Regions from separate parts of the Mus musculus genome. Here all the other regions are linked to region 4. A link is a contact called in public HiChIP or PLAC-seq and promoter capture Hi-C data. All regions are on one chromosome and are shown on one strand. Each heading gives the region's core, a stretch centred on a gene start, on an enhancer-like site or on the middle of the called end of the contact. The rest is flanking DNA. Distances are from core to core; before and after follow the strand shown.

Region 1 (2,853 bases), core at 22-2,521, 330 kb before region 4:
ATAATATGTAAAACAACTGAAAACAACTTAAAGGATCTAACTCATTCCAAGAGCAAGGTTCTTAGAGGTAAGCTAAGGGTTGGTGACCAAGATGAACTTCATGTTTTACAGTACTTTGTCTTTGATTTCATCGGACCCCAAGTGCATCTTTTCGACAAGATCATCAAAATTTCAGTAAGTATAGCATGGCAGATGGTGGTACTGGGAGAAAGCAGGAGAGACCCTAGACACTGGAACTCTCTGGGACAGCTCAGCATGGTTAGGGATGCCTGGGTTCAAGGGGATGTGTATAGGTTGGTGACCATGGAAGAATCGGGCTAAAGCTGAAAAATCCCCAATATGGAGGACTTTAGGACACAGAGCCATCTCAAGGGAATCTGCACTTCTTGGAAGCAAGAGGTAAACTACAGTAAGCATTTGTTAAGAGGATGTGGGAATAATGGAACATATGCTACAGATGACATCTTAATTGGCTGCCATTTTTCAGTTGTTTCTTAAAAATCAAGTTAATGTTGTTTTTCTCTTGGGGTGATATCTACCCTAATTAATCACAACCATCTTTTCCTCTAGTCAGTGACAAATAGAGAAACAGGAATAGAAACTGGGGACAGTTTGCATATGTCAGTCTTGTCACTGATAACACCCAGCGGGCAGAGAAAATGAGCATTTCAGCATTCTTAAAAGTTGCCTCTGAGTGTGGACCTCGGGACCTTTCCAAGGGAGAATTTTGATCTGCTAGACAGATCTTTCTCAGCCTATCCAGGGAGGGAAGGTTAACCACAGATCCAGACTGAAGAGTTGAAACAGTGGGAGCTCCTTGTGTTTGCTGGGGTATGGCCATGTACCTCGTTCATGAGTGGCAGGAATGGAAAGGGAAAATATAAATGCTGAAGTCATATTGTCCTAAGTGAGAGCAGAAGTGGCCAACTGGGCCCATTGCCAACTGCACACTATTCAGGAGAGGGTCAGAGAACAATAGGTGGCAGATGGTGACATCTATTACTTTAATCTCAGAAAACAGCCACTTCTTCCATGAAGAGAGATTTGAGGCTGGGTGTAGGGCAGGGGTTTGAGAGTAATTAAATGCTTTGTTTTAAAGACTTCTTAAAGAACAGGACAGTGACTTTATGTTGGTAAAAGTGCACAGGGAATAAGGCAAGGGTTCCCTCAACAGTCACAGCAACTCTGATTTCCTTCCCTGTCCTGTTTTTCTCACCTTCTCACATATGTATGGATATGTTATATGACCTCTAACCTCAGCTGAATGTCATAGTCCTGTCTCAAGGCCAGGGTCCCAGTGGCATCATGATACAGTCCTTCCCAGGAGCATTAGAAGAATGTGACTCTTGAGAAAAGAAAAGCCACCAAGAACCCAACATTCTTAGCATCTGTTGCAGGCGTAATGACATGATGCAAAATATATTTTGGGAGCTGGGACAGCTCTCAGAACTTTGTGCTGTCACTCCATCTGCCACCTGATGAGAGTGGCTCTTAGAGCAGCTAAGTTCATCACCAGGTTAAGTCACATCGACAACAAGAGCCATGACTGTATGCGGGACACCTGGAACTTTAGACATTGGATCAAAGCTTGTCTGCATGTTTCATTCCTTCTCTGGGAGCAGACACTGGCTGTTCTTAAAAAACTCCTAGGGAGAGAGACCCGAAATTTTAAAGGAAACCCCCTCCCTCTAATGTTTAATTCAGCTTACTGCTAGTTCACAAATTGAAAGTCAGTGTGAATGAATGAATTCAGTGTTAAAGGGAGATGACTCATAGTTATGTATTCTCAATGCTTAGACAGTTATGAGTCCTTGTATTAACCACTGTCCACCACAGAATCTGACCAAGGCAGAGAGCAACTGCACAGATGTATATGTATAAATGTAGATATTTAGACAGTCATTTGACAGCACGGGGCATTTAGGAAAATAGCAATAGTAGGTTCTCTTCTAGGACCTATCACTTTCCTGTCCATGGGTTTTTTGACCATGTTTATATTACTAGGCATACATTTTCTCATGGAGAGCAGTCCTCAAATTGAATCAGAACGTGTTTGGCTACTCAGAGTCATGAGACTGTTACACATGTAAGAGCAAGCCAGTCAAAATTCCAGTGTGAATGGGAGAAGGCCTGGTGAGGCTCCACCCCAGCTGAGGAACTATTGGCAGATTTCTGGAGGGGGAGTGGCGTTACTCTTAGGAGGACAGCCACTGCTAGGTTGCCTATGTTCAAGTGGATAGCCCCAAAGCCAAGCACATATGGGCAGCATTAATTGGACTCGATAGGATCTTTAAAAAGGGGGTTGGGGACATGCATTTGGAAGGCATACATGTTAGAGGGTTCCAGGAAGAGTTGGGGGGGGGGAGAATGAGGGTGGATGTGATCAAAATATATTGTCTATTTGTATGAAATTCTCAAATAATAAATTAAGAATATTATTAAAAAGGTGTGATATGAGGTGACTGTAATTAGATGCTCTTGGGACAGCCACAGTATAATATTCCCTGATGGGACCATAGACTATTTTCCTTTAACAGTATCCCAAGGAACAGAACCCGATGACACCGTGTGTGGCACATCTCCAGGAGCCTAGTAATGTCCTAGTAGGCTTGGCTGGCACTCAGTCTCTAGGCAGACACCATAAAGAGATCTCCTGTGTGGTTGGAAGAATCATTTGAGAGTCTTTCATTTCATCTTCCACAGGGACTTTTACCTTGTGAAAGGAACTTGAGACAGGCCTTAGGGAGTCATGTTAGCCACAGAAAACAAGGCCGGTAACAGAGGCAGCTTTTTGTGTGCTGTCTTAAATAGCTCCTCTACTGCAGCCAAGCTGTCCTTGTTTCCCCTCTGTTC
Region 2 (3,078 bases), core at 518-3,017, 500 kb after region 4:
CTTGCCCTTCAGTAGAGTCCTCATCTGTCATGGCGAAGGTTGATTTAAAACCAGCAGTCTTTTTCATTGGGGTTCACTGTGCGTCTTAAACTTACAAGAAGAGTTGAAAGCCACCTTTTATCACACACACACACACACACTCCTTGCTTTGTGATTTTTTACTGACAGGGTCTTACCATGTAACCCAGGCTCGCCTCAAAGTTACTACCCTCCTACCTCATCCTCCAGAAGGCTGAGATTACAGGAATCCATAAGCACACCTGGTTTCGTATTCATGGCAGTTATTTTGTGTCTGGTCAAGAATAAGGCGAATAATTGAGGAGAAGGGGGTGCTAGCTGGGAAGTTATACTCACTGAGAAGTTCTTCATGGGCTCTCTGTAAGTGTGCATACCTGAGAGAGGAAGGTTGAGAGTATTTATTCAATTCTAAATTAATTACTGCCATTGTAAACTGGTGACGGCAGCAGTGACCACTTTAACCTGAAGATGAAGATTTCACTTTTCTTCTGGACTGCGTGTTAGGTTTTTGGGAGTGAGAAGAGAATGGTATTCAAGAAAGAGACGTATTGAGTTCAGTTGTCTTTAGGACAGGGTATTTATTAACAGCACAGCCTGTCCTGTGGTCCCACCCTGATGCCATAGCTTTAGTCCTGCCAGACAAAGGAAGGTGCCTATACTTAAAGGTTTCAGAGAGATGGGGGAAATCCTATACTGTGTGGAAGGAGGCCTCGTTAATATGTGACTTGAGCTAGATGACTCGGACCACAGTCAGGGTGTTTTAGATTGTGACTAGCATTGGGGAAGAGGCAGATTTGGCTCTGTGTGAGGGCTGTGTAAGGGCAACAACTTACAGGGCTGGCTCATTAGCTCTTAGCTATAGCATCTGCACCTGGAGACTCTGGGTTCTGATATAGTGCTTAGGCAAAGTACAACATGATACTGTACAGTACAGTACAGTACTGTAGAGTATCATATAAAACTTATTTAAATTGTTTATTTGAACTTGTTTGGTTTTCATTATTAGGTAATTGTTAATTTTTTAAAAAATTGATTGATCACCAATTACTTCTTGGCCCATGCTTTGAAAAGGTTAATTAGCAGCTACGGCAAATAAGAATAAATGCAAAGATTGGGAAAGCTACGTGGTAGTAAGCAAGGTATTTCTAATTAGTAGATTATTGGTATGTGTGACAGAAAAAAGAATCAGACCTCTTCCTTTACGACAGAACCCCGGTCTATATGTCAGGATGCACACATCTCTTACAAAAGATGTATAGGTGATCTATGATTAACAATTATTTGTATGCATGAGTGAGTATGAACATGGGTAAGTGCATGTGCAGTGTTCCAGAAAGAACACTGGCCCCTCTGGAGCTCTGTGAGGTGATTGTCAGCTGTGTAATGTGCGTGCTGGGAACCAAACTTAGGACCTCTGCAGGAGCAGTGTGTGCTCTTACCCACGGAGCAACCCCCTCTCTAGACTCTGTATTTATGCATCTCAGTTATCAATAGCTATCTCAATAGATTGTCCATGTTTGATCATTTCTTTCCCCATGACCACAGACAGCACTTGGCACTTCCTCTCCAAATAGGCCGTCCATCTGTGCAAAACTGCTGACCAGCGCTTACAGGACTGTGGTGTCACTGGCTACATCCTTCCATATGCACCCTAGTCATAGAGACCTCCTCAAGGGGCCCTGTGTGTGCTCTGTGGACTTCCTTTTCCTCTCCCTGAGGTGTCCTCTCCCTTCTGAGTGCTGGTGGTATGCCTGTTGGTCACGCTCGGCTGAGGTTCAGTGCCACATCTTTCTTCTTTGCTTCCTCTGTGTATGCTGTACACTTACTCAGCCGAGCAGCCGAGCACTTCTTTTCTCCGAGTTCTTTTCTCGTGCCCATTCACAGCACTAGACAGACAGGGAGGCTTGAAAAGGCCACTTAGTTATGTTCAGTTTTGCATGTTTTGGCGTTGTGTTCCAAAGTATATTTTGTACTAGACTCAGCTGAGGAGTACCTGTAAACAACCTACAAACAGATGCTGGTTGGTCAGCAGTGAACTGGGCTTGGTTGATTCCTGTTCTAGATGAACATTTTTCTGTTATAGTCTCTTCTCATATCTGTAACAGATTAAAATTTTGTAGACTGAAAATATAAAATAGTTTTGGAGAGAATAGCAGAAATGTTCCTATGGACCAGCAGAATGGCTGGATGCACTGGCCATGAAGCCGGACACCTGAGTTTATCTCTGGAAACCCCATTGTGGAAGGAGGGAACTGGTTCCAACAAGTTGTCCTCTGACATCCACATGTGCAATCCTCCCTCCACCCCCCACAGTTGTTTTTACAAAGAAATGATTTTTCCATGTTCATATGTATGATTTACTGGTCGGTTAATTTCTAGTAGAAATTATTTTTTACAAAGAGCATTATAGCTGCTGCCATGCCATAGATTACTGACAAATCTTACTTTTGAAGTTAATTTAGATTCAGGTATATTTATACTGAAGCTTATGTGTGTTAATGCTTTATTTTGCAAAAACCTGCTACATGTCTGTAGTTTCACTCTTATTTGTTTACTCTCTATCTGGCAAGGGCTATTCTAGTAATATAAAGTAATTCCACTGCTTTTAGACCTTATTCCAGACTTATTCTCTCTTAACAGTTTGATGAAAATAACCTGACATTGATGGAAGAGATAGCTAAAGTCAGAGGGGTAAAGTGGCTTGCCTGAAGCCACAGAGTACGTTCATATTCCATTAGCTTCTGTTGTGCTGAATTGAATGTATGTATAACAAATTCACACACATGTATGTGTGTATATATCAGCTTGCTCTTTATTAATCCTAATTGCCTTTGTATAAACAGTTAAGTTAGTAAATAATAAATTTATAAATATGGTATGTAGATTCTTTTTTGAAGAAATTTTATGGGCAGAGTGTTTGTTTAAAATTTGTTTTAATGGAATTTTCCATAAGCTTAATTGTCTTAATTAGGGTTTTATTGCTGTGAAGAGACACCGGACCATGGCAACTCTTATGAAGGAAGACATTTAGTTGGGACTGGCTTCCAGTTTTAGAAGCTT
Region 3 (3,077 bases), core at 440-2,939, 370 kb after region 4:
CTGGGCAGAGAGGGAAAGCCTGGGCCAGAAAACAAACAAACAAGCAAGCAAACAAAAAACATGGTGAAGGTACGGAGCTTGCCCTGGAAAGATTGAGAGTCATTGCAAGAAGCCTAAGCCAGATGGCAATGGTGACATATCTTCATAATGGCAGTGAGGTCCCAGGCAAGATAAGCAACCTCTCTGTGCCTCTGCCTTCAAATCTGTCATGAGGATAATAACAGCATCTTCTTTACTCAGAGGGGCTAACGGCTATGCAAGCCAGGACTGTGTTAACAAGAAGCTGTCATCACAAGCACATTTTAGAAGGGACTATCCAGTTTCTAGGGCAAGGCAAGGAAAGAAGGATGGACCAGATGGACCACAATAGGAGGTGACTGCGGGGATCCAGGTGCCAGGTGATGGTGGCCCCATGGAAAGCACTGGGAAAGCATTAAGCAGGAGAGACCAAAGAGCCATCAGAATAGCAAGTGGGAGTGGTGAGGGAGGAGGAGGGATCAGAGAGCATGGAGAGATGACATAGGAGTCCCAGAAAATCATCTACACAGCCAGGGAAATGCACCAGGGGGACAGAAGCAGGCTAAGAGAACCGCTGGCCACAGAGGCCAGAGAGGAGAGGACAGCCTAGCCATTGCAGTCGCTGAGAAGATCTTGTCAAAAATGTAGACAAGCTGGGCAGAGGTCTCTCCTCACAAGCAGAGTAGGAAGCATCTCTCAAATTCTTGGCTGTAGCTTCCATTAACGACAGTGGATCTCTTATAAATTAAGCTCCTCCCCCATACCCTCAAAGCAGTTGAAAAGTCAAAAGAATAGTAAGATCCCACCACTGAAGATAATCTTCTAGCTGTCCTCATTGTTTTGAACAAGACCTCTTTCACATTGGAAATGGAAAACCGTGTTGTTGCCTGCATACCATGGGCTTTCACCCCTCACCAAGGACAGGTCAACACCCTCAGTACAACATGACCTCCCCTCCCCCCCCCACCCCCCCCACCCCTCACCCCCCCCCCCGCTCTACTACCCGTCCTCCAGCCTGAACACCAAACCCTCTTCTTCTATCTTCTCTTCCTCACTGGCACCAGATCGCCCTGGAACTTGCAAGTCTTTCTCCAATTATATCCCAGAACAAGAGCAATGAGATGAGATTCTTGCCTCATTTCTGACCTTTTGAGGGGCTTTTATTTTTTTTACTACTCCACCTGGATGCTTCCCACCCTCTATCAGCATATACGCATCATGGGCACTTCCTGGAAGGCTGTGGAGAAGAAAGCATCGTGGTAATTAAGGAGCCAACTTTTCCTGTCCAATTACCATGCCTAGAAAGCAACAGAAGCCCAACCTGAATGGAGAGGCTCTTGCCGGCTGCTGGATAGCCCGAGTCTCCACCCAGTGGAGGACGTCCTTCTTTGGAGGCCAGCAGTCTGCTTGTGGTTGGGTGATCAGCAGCTGCTTCCTGTTTGCTTCCGTGCTGTCTTTGGAGGCATTGCTATCTAAAATTGTGTGAGAAATAGAAACTCTGGCCTGTGAGGACCCTTTTCTATGAAATAAGTTCCTAGGAATGACCCTCCTGATTCAAGTAAATGGCCTCACAGTGATTTTGATTGCACGAGCCTCTGGCACAATTGCCTTGTCACTCTCTCTTGCCTCGCATGACAGTTTTCATGCCTCCTCCTCTATGTTGCTAACATCTGGGGCCAGATTAATCCTTTATGTGGGCAGGGGAGAGGGCGGCTGACTGTCGAATGCATTGTAGGATGTGTGGTTGCACCTTGCGTCTGTACCCACAAAATGTCAGAGGCACCCTTCTCCCATTCAATGGTGACCATCCCAAATGTCTCTTAAAGATTGCCAGATGTCCTCTGGAGGGGTGTGTGTGTTCGTGCAGATGGGGAACTCTCAGGGGAAGACAACTGTCTAGTTCAGCTCTTTATTCTCTTCTAATGTTTTGCAGACTTCTTGGCATAAGGCCCGGGTGTCCAGTGAGGGACGAGAATGTGAATCACACTCTGTTTGGCAGTGGACATTTAAAAAACTTCTCTAGATGGTCACTGTATGGAAACTCCCTCTATAATCTTTTCCTCTGGGTCACATTCAAGTTGTGGAGCAAGCTCTGCTGCTTCTCTACCTCTGGGGAGACTCTGTGACCCAACTTTTCTATCTCAATTTCCATGGAGGTCAATGGATTTGAAAGCAAGATTTTCCTGGGGACTAAGAAATGGTCCCCAGATGCTTGAGTAAAATATAAGGGAAGTATCAATGGGTCTTTGGGGATGTTAGGGGAGCAGAAGCTCAACTATGACAGGAGATCCACTGGGCAAGGCCTTGGGTGGTTCGGAAATAGCAGAGACTTGCCAGGCTGAGATAACAGATGTCTAAGTGGATAGAGGACTCAGGGCCAGCAAGACTCTGGAAACCTGGACATTGACTAAGTTCTCAGGTCCTTGGCGCAGACTGGACATCGTGGGGGAAATAGAATCTTCAAGATTGACTGAGATACTGTTAAAGCTTGGAGTGTAGATTAAGTTGCTTTGTTGGTTTCTGGCATACCTGACTTCTGACTTGGGATTGGTACCATGGCAAGTACAAAGTGCTAACTAAATCAATAGTAGCTAGTATTTATTGAGTGCTTATTATGTACCAGACACTGTTCTTTCAGTTTTTGATGAATTTTCTCCTTTGATCTTCACAAAGTTCCCATGAGTAGGTCCCATTGATTGTAATCTCTTGAGTTAAAAATAAGGAACTGAAGACATATTCTCAAGGTGGTAGATGCAAGACAGTAAGAATCACAACCACGGAGCACCCACTCTGAGCCAAATACTGTTTGATACTTTGCAGGCACTGATTTATTTAATTCTCACAACAACCTATTGAAAGAGGTACTATTGCCAGGTGTGGTAGTGCACACCTTTAATCCCAGCACTCGGGAGGCAGAGGCAGGCAGATTTCTGAGTTCGAGGCCAGCCTGGTCTACAGAGTGAGTTCCAGGACAGCCAGGGCTACACAGAGAAACCCTGTCTCGAAAGAAAAGAAAAAGGGAAGAAAGAAAGAAAGAAAGAAAGAAAGAAAGAAAGAAA
Region 4 (3,280 bases), core at 252-2,751:
GCTTTAAGATACCATTAGGTTCAAACTCTGGTTTTGATTCTTGTTGGTCTGGGGCATACACAGTCCCACCTGTTAGCACCTTTGTGATCTTGCAATTCGTTTTATCTAAACCAGTCTCAACCTTGATAAAACAGGTAGAGCAAATGCCTATCGTAATAGCTGATATAGAGGCTTTGGTAAAAGAAAACCGGGGCCTACAGTGCCTCGTATACAGATGGAAGAGGGGAAAGTGAGCAAACAAAGCCCAAACCACAAAACTGGGTGGAGGTGCCATCTTCCTGCTCCAAACACCTTCCCCCAAAAGGGTTCTGTTAAAGTCTGATAATTTTATTTACAGACCTCCTCCCTGTGCGGGTGTGGGGTGGAGTGGGAAGGGAGGTCCAACTTCTAGAGTCCTGCTGTAAACTGGCTTGTGCGCTTTGAGCTAGGAGCCCAAGTCAACCAGGCTTCCTGGTTTGCGATTTTGTGTTCCTTAAACCAAAACAGCTAAGTCTACAGTTCAGCCTCTGACCTTACTCTCTTCCTTTGCTGGAGAAGGAACAGAGAAACAACAGCCAGGTCATACCAATTCCACTGATAGGCAAGAAAGAGCGGCGAAAGAATGCGCTCAACTCTGATTAAGGATTTATCCAGGACAAGGATAAATCAAAGACCTCAGAGAGTTCTGGGTTCTTGCTCGTAAGTCAGGCTCCGAAGCCATTAATAAAATGTGCATGACCGTCCACGGGGACAGGGAGGGAGATGTGTAAACAGATGCGAGTGTGTTTTTCTTGGCAACACCTAACAACTCAAGGCCAGTGCCAAGTCTGGCTGGGATCGCCCTGTGCAGCCTCGCAGGTTATTTCCCCTGCCATTCCTCAGGCCTGGCCTCTGGGTGGGGAGAGGCAGGTAGGCAGGGCGGCGTCCTCCAGCTTTTCATCTCCCAAGCAGGACGAGGCGAGTTCAAGGGACACTCACTGGGCTCTACTAGACATTTAACACTGTCGGTGCGCAGTAGCCCAGCATCCCACGCTCGGGGCACGCCAACACCGAGGGGCAGCCACTCACAGGCGCTCGGGCGCTGGGACGCGGCGGGCCGGCGACGCGAGCGCCACCCCGCGGCGAGGCGAGGCGAGGCTAGGCGAGCCGAAGCGGGCGGGGACCATGGCAACGCTCGAGGCTCGCCGGGCCCCGCGTGCTGACGCTGCGCGGCGCGCCGGATTGTGACGCAGGGCCGCGGCGCCGGCTCCGCGTTCTCGAGTGACCGCGGGCGCCGCCTCGGGGGCCTCGCAACGGCAGCAACGGCCGAGGCAGGCGGGGTCAAGATGGTGGCTCCGCTGGCGGGGGAGGCGCTGGAGGGAGGAGGAGCCAGACCCTAGCCGGCCGGAAACACCGACGCCCCGAGGCCTCCCGGCAGCCGCTGCCGCCGCCCCCTGCTCCACCGAGGGACGCGAGCGGGCGGCGGGGCGGGCCGGGCCGGGACACAGGACAGGAGGCGGCCGGGGGCGGAGCCACTTTCGTCGGCGCCCGCCCCGGCCGCGGCCCCGGGCCTCCCCCGCGCCGCCCTGCCTGGCCCGGCCCGCCCAGCCCCGGTGTGGCAGCGGCTCATGGCGGCGGTGGGGCCCCCGCAGCAGCAGGTGCGGATGGCCCAGCAGCAGGTCTGGGCGGCGCTCGAAGTGGCGCTCCGGGTGCCCTGCCTCTACATCATCGACGCCATCTTCAACTCCTACTACGATTCCAGCCAAAGCCGGTTCTGCATCGGGCTTCAGATCTTTCTCCGGCTCCTTGGTAAGGACGGCGTAGGGCTAGCCCGCTGGCCGAGGCGTGCCCTCTCCCAGGCCGACGGGAACGGCAGGGCACTGGTGGCACGCGGCTTGGGGAACCACGGTCTGGTTCCCCAGAGGGCCTTTTGGCGGGGGTGCGGGGACCCGTGGTACTCGTGCCAGCGTTGACAGCTGAGTGGTGCTGGCGGGTCTGTGCCCTGCTCGGTTGGCACCTGGATGGGCGAGGAGAAAGCACGGCTGTGTGAGCATGCGGCTGTCTGTCTGCTGTTTCTCTTGGGGAATGACTGCTGGCTTCCAGCGTCCTATGCGACAGCCCTGGAAAAACAGCTCTCCGGGTCTCGCCGTGTGTGACCTTGGACTTGAGCCAGAGCTTGAGCCCCCTGTCTACCCATTTCACAGTGCAGAATACGTTGTCACTTCTGTGTCTTGGAGTCCACCGGATCGTGAAGTACTTGAGGTAAATGGCCACTCAAGCCATGAATGTCAGTCCTTGAAACCATTTCCAAAAGTCACCGCGAGGAAGGTTATACTTACAACGAACCCCTAAACTCTTTCTATGAGTAAATAATAAGGTGTTGGATGTGACTATGAAAGCTTACCATCCCAGGGTGATGAGACATCTGTGGGAGACTAGAAAGATCAGTCTTCATTTCATATGGATTGAGTGCTAAAAGTATTTTATATTTCACTTTCTATTTCTCTCTGTGCTACATACCAGAAGTGAGAAACACATAAAGAGATCTTTTCCAGATAATTACAGCTTGGCAGGTTTTGTTGATGAGATCATTACGATGAGTTTTTAGGTGGGTTCTTGCTATTGAAAGGTTGGGGGTGCGGGTACCTGGTAGTGAGGTCCTGACCAAGACCTTGAGAAGTGCGAGCGCCTCTGCTGCCTTATTCTCCCAGAAAAGGAGCGTCAATAAAGAAGCAGTTTTGTTCTTGGCAGTAACTCTTCTACATTTGTCTGCTAGAAAGCATTCTCACAGGTTTTACCTAATCCGTCGGTCACTCCTCAAAGGTGGATCGTGTTATTTAGACTTTACAGGTGAGGAAATGAGGTTGGAGAAGTTAGGTGTTTGGTTTCTGGTGCACAGCTGGTGTTTGCCAGAGCGTTAGAAAGGCTTCTGGTGTTCAGGGATGGTTCCCTTTTGTTCTTCCTCAGTGTGCGGAGATGCAGTACCCAGCGCTGTGACCCCGCAGTGCTCACCTTAAAGTTAACAAGAAAGAAAAAGTGGTGGTGATACTCTTCAAGCACAGGGCTTAGTGTCATCTACTGGGGATACAAGTTAGTCGTTCTGCTCTTCTTTATTAAAGCCACTTCCACCATTCTCTGTGTTCGAGAGGAGTCTGCATAGTCATCTCAGAGATAGTACATACAGCCACTGCCTTGAATGTCTTCATGGCATAATAACCGCAGATTCTGGCAACTTTGGGGGGACCTGAGGATTTAATGCATTTCCTGTTGGAGTACTCGACACTAGGTAGATTTATAGAAAGGAGTTTTCTTAAGTCACTTA
Region 5 (2,940 bases), core at 61-2,560, 440 kb after region 4:
CCAACGAGAGACAAAGGAGAAACCCAGAGGCCAGAGGAAAACAGGAAGGTCTGGAAAGGCCTGCATTCCTTAACTGCTTTGAGGAGGAGGAAAAGGAGGAGGAGGAGGAGGGTGGCATGGAGGTGAGGTGGGGGAATGGAACAGGTGATCTCTGTGAGCTAGAGAAACATTTGCAAAACACTGTGTGTGTGTGTGAGAGAGAGAGAGGAGAGAGAGAGAGGGAAGAGACAGAATGTGCATAAATATTGTATTAAAGACATTTAAAGAGAGACTTAATCATGAGATAGGAGACCAGAAACAAGACAAGAAGACTGGATTCAGCTCATCATGGGAAAGGCTGATGGACCTTGCAATCTCATGATACTTTTGCAAAATCTAGGTATACCCTTGTACATGGATTAGGAAACATCGGCATGCTTTTGTATTGTGTATGTTAATCTCTAGCAAGTAAATTCCTACCAGTGCATTTCTGGGACTCTGGGGTGATTACACCATTGAAGCTTTAAAGCACAAAGCTAAATTCCCCTTAAAGACAGAGGTTGCTATTTTCCCATTCACATCATGGAGAATAAACTCTTCCAAACCCAGAGCCCAGAGCCCAGAGCCCCATGTCTCTCACTTGGGAGTCTAGCTTGGTTTGCACCTGGATATAAGTAGGGCCGAGCCTTCCCCAAATGCTTATCCTGCTTGTACTTTACTAAAACTGCCTGTTAATATCTACCCATCTCCCTTCTGAACACAACAGTATCAAGGAAATGTCCACTTTTTTTGGTTTATAGTTAATAGTTCCTGTTTCACCTCTCTCTTGTTTTTTGTGTTTTTCGAGAAAGGGTTTCTCTGTGTAGCCCTGGCTGTCCTGGAACTCACTCACAGGAAGACCTGTGCAGCGGACGTCAGGGCGCAGCCGTGGAGGGCTGAGGCAGCCTACAGGACTTCTTTTCTAACAGCTTTGGGTATGTCATCACTGTCATCGTTTCCTGTCGAGGGCTTACCCTTCGGGGGAGTTTTGTATACCGAACATAATCCTCCAGGAAGAGAAGGGCGCCCACAGCATCTGCAGGCATTTCAGGCATCTTCTGGCTGTAAAAGAAGTCTGGGTCAGCTAGCTGCTTTGTTATGTTAACACATCCTTCCTTGAGCAGTACACCAAGTCTAACAAACCCACAGGGCACCCTCTTGATTCCTATGAAGTAATTAACCTGCTCTTATTTAGGAACCAATCCTACAGGAAACAAGCTAACAAGGAGCTGGTAGGTAGGTCAGGGGTAAAGGCACCTGCCTCTAAGGGTGATGGCCTTGGCTCCATGCCCAGAACCTGTGAAGGAAGGAGAACTGGCTCCCTAAAGCCTGTCTTCTGACCTCCACATGCTTGCAGTGAGTGGAACATGTACATAATGTGTACACACACAGGCTAATAGGTGTAATTAGAGAAAAGCAAAGCCAATCGTAACCTCGCCTCTGGCTTATAACTTGGTCTTGCTGTCTGTCTAGAGTCTGGACAGACAGGTCTACACTCTAGAGTCATCTATCTCCCTTTGATGTCCTTCAGACTCCATGAGACAATCAATGCCTGTCAACGCCCACACATCCCCATCCTCTCGGCCTTCAGCTACATTTGTTTGCACACCCATTTGAAGTAAATGAGTAGCTGGGACTGGTGTAGCAGACCTGCAATCCCATCTACTCTGAAGGCAGATGCAGGAAAATTTCAAATACAATGTCCACCTGGGCTACAGACTAAATTCAGGGCCGGGCTGGGAAACAGTGAGACAATGTCTTGAGAAGCCAAAGGAGGGCTCAGCTTCAGAGCTCTTAGCTGATGCATACAAGGTCATAGCATAGCAGAATGATCTGCTATGTGGGCAAAAATAACCAAATGGCAATCCGCTAACTTCATGTTCAGCTAGGCTGACCCTTTCAGGCAGCACGGAGTGGAGCTGACACAGTGTCCTAGGGCCATGACTTTTGTTTGTTTTGTTCTATCCTAGAAACCCCACAAGTGAACAGAAGGGAGCATAGATAGCGCTTGCAGAAACTGAAGGTTTACGTTTTGTTCTCTAACAGCACCTTGCGATTCCTGTTTTGTTATACACCATTAACAAAGACTTGCCTGGCCATGAAACTGAGGTATCACTTCCTTCCATGTCTTAGAGGCAGAGGAGCAGGAATGAAGAGAGATGGAACCAGCATGGCAGAGGCACAGGTCTGCTTGCCTTCTCACCATGTCTCCTATCTCCACCAAGACCCAGGCTTACACAGCCCCGGCCAGAAGAACGACAGGGCATTTCCTGGCGGGGAGCACAGGAGGAGCACCTGGTGCTCGCTCCTTGTCCTGACTTGTTTGGAGACCTCAAGCATCATCGCCAGTCCTGTCAGGACAGTGATGAGAGGCATTTGTCCTGACAGGTCGCAGTCCCTCTTTGTGGCATTAAGTTCCACTATTTCTGACTGGCCCTCTGTACCTTGTGCACTGCTCCATTGTGGAGCGAATAAACTGGCCAATCAGTGCCAGGAATTGCTCGGTGTACCGGGAGTGGAACTGCTTCAGCAGCGTGAGCAGACCTAGGACGAGCGGTGGCCAGTCAACAGGGTCGGCAGGCTTCCGGCAGACCATGCCTGTGAGGGAACAAGTTACAATACCCAGTGAATTACTTGCTTTTGACAGTGTCCACTAAATATCAGCCCTCATCAATATCATCACTGCTGGCAGGAGACTATTTTAAGGAAACAGTAGTTCTGGGCTACCTCTAAATCTAGCTGTGGGGTTGGTAGGACATTCTAACAGTCTAAAGACTTAGTTTTTATCATTACTGTTGATTTTGTTTTGCACTATTCATACCTCTATGGTAGAGATTTAAGATGTACATTAATGTGAATAAGAAAACAGAAATCACCTCCAATTGACATCAGTTAATGGCAGCATGGTATTCTAGATACCCA

The links. Promoter capture Hi-C pulls out the DNA fragments that hold promoters and counts their contacts. HiChIP or PLAC-seq counts read pairs in DNA pulled down with a chosen protein or histone mark.
Region 1: an H3K4me3 HiChIP or PLAC-seq map of bone marrow-derived macrophages shows a contact between it and region 4, with 5 times the contacts expected there. The contact joins the enhancer-like site here to the promoter of Rnf139 in region 4. A contact is called at or near these places in 2 of 39 promoter capture datasets (the C10 cell line and cranial neural crest), 1 of 484 Hi-C or Micro-C datasets (bone marrow-derived macrophages), 11 of 115 datasets of contacts at active chromatin or transcription factors (the SCID.adh cell line, T-cell acute lymphoblastic leukemia, bone marrow-derived macrophages and 6 more) and 2 of 9 other capture datasets (embryonic stem cells and pancreatic islet).
Region 2: a contact with region 4 is called in a promoter capture Hi-C map of pre-B cells. The contact joins the enhancer-like site here to the promoter of Rnf139 in region 4. A contact is called at or near these places in 6 of 39 promoter capture datasets (the C10 cell line, embryonic stem cells, liver and 2 more), 2 of 484 Hi-C or Micro-C datasets (pre-B cells and pro-B cells) and 4 of 115 datasets of contacts at active chromatin or transcription factors (embryonic stem cells, large pre-B cells, pro-B cells and 1 more).
Region 3: a contact with region 4 is called in a promoter capture Hi-C map of pre-B cells, with 2.6 times the contacts expected there. The contact joins the enhancer-like site here to the promoter of Rnf139 in region 4. A contact is called at or near these places in 4 of 39 promoter capture datasets (the C10 cell line, embryonic stem cells, pre-B cells and 1 more), 5 of 115 datasets of contacts at active chromatin or transcription factors (embryonic limb bud, embryonic stem cells, large pre-B cells and 1 more) and 1 of 9 other capture datasets (liver).
Region 5: a contact with region 4 is called in a promoter capture Hi-C map of 3T3-L1-derived adipocytes, with 2.9 times the contacts expected there. The contact joins the enhancer-like site here to the promoter of Rnf139 in region 4. A contact is called at or near these places in 14 of 39 promoter capture datasets (the 3T3-L1 cell line, 3T3-L1-derived adipocytes, the C10 cell line and 9 more), 2 of 484 Hi-C or Micro-C datasets (the G1E-ER4 cell line and bone marrow-derived macrophages), 12 of 115 datasets of contacts at active chromatin or transcription factors (bone marrow-derived macrophages, embryonic forebrain, embryonic hindbrain and 5 more) and 2 of 9 other capture datasets (embryonic stem cells and liver).

What each region holds. Positions count from the first base shown.
Region 1 is chr15:58,553,545-58,556,397 of GRCm38.p6, forward strand. It overlaps Fer1l6 (fer-1-like 6 (C. elegans)), which reads left to right. Exons shown (of 41, transcript NM_001370912.1): 6 at 112-174. Among named protein-coding and RNA genes, the nearest start is that of Gm36451, 42 kb to the right of the region's middle. Within about 2 kb of position 1,272, at least 28 of the 459 cell types and tissues checked have an H3K27ac peak or open chromatin away from gene starts, as enhancers often do. A contact at or near this core is called in bone marrow-derived macrophages and pancreatic cancer cells, where this site is marked.
Region 2 is chr15:59,392,339-59,395,416 of GRCm38.p6, forward strand. The region is part of intron 2 of Nsmce2 (NSE2/MMS21 homolog, SMC5-SMC6 complex SUMO ligase); the gene reads left to right. Among named protein-coding and RNA genes, the nearest start is that of Nsmce2, 20 kb to the left of the region's middle. Within about 2 kb of position 1,768, at least 33 of the 459 cell types and tissues checked have an H3K27ac peak or open chromatin away from gene starts, as enhancers often do. A contact at or near this core is called in pre-B cells and pro-B cells, where this site is marked.
Region 3 is chr15:59,262,197-59,265,273 of GRCm38.p6, forward strand. The region is part of intron 2 of Gm36617 (a long non-coding RNA gene); the gene reads left to right. Among named protein-coding and RNA genes, the nearest start is that of Gm36617, 18 kb to the left of the region's middle. Within about 2 kb of position 1,690, at least 104 of the 459 cell types and tissues checked have an H3K27ac peak or open chromatin away from gene starts, as enhancers often do. A contact at or near this core is called in liver, pre-B cells and pro-B cells, where this site is marked.
Region 4 is chr15:58,887,728-58,891,007 of GRCm38.p6, forward strand. Rnf139 (ring finger protein 139) reads left to right here and starts at 1,502. Exons shown (of 2, transcript NM_175226.4): 1 at 1,502-1,767. The coding sequence starts at 1,587. It also overlaps a transcript of Tatdn1 not described here.
Region 5 is chr15:59,332,626-59,335,565 of GRCm38.p6, forward strand. It overlaps Washc5 (WASH complex subunit 5), which reads right to left. Exons shown (of 29, transcript NM_153548.3): 27 at 2,463-2,616; 28 at 993-1,080. Among named protein-coding and RNA genes, the nearest start is that of Sqle, 19 kb to the left of the region's middle. Within about 2 kb of position 1,311, at least 27 of the 459 cell types and tissues checked have an H3K27ac peak or open chromatin away from gene starts, as enhancers often do. A contact at or near this core is called in 3T3-L1-derived adipocytes and trophoblast stem cells, where this site is marked.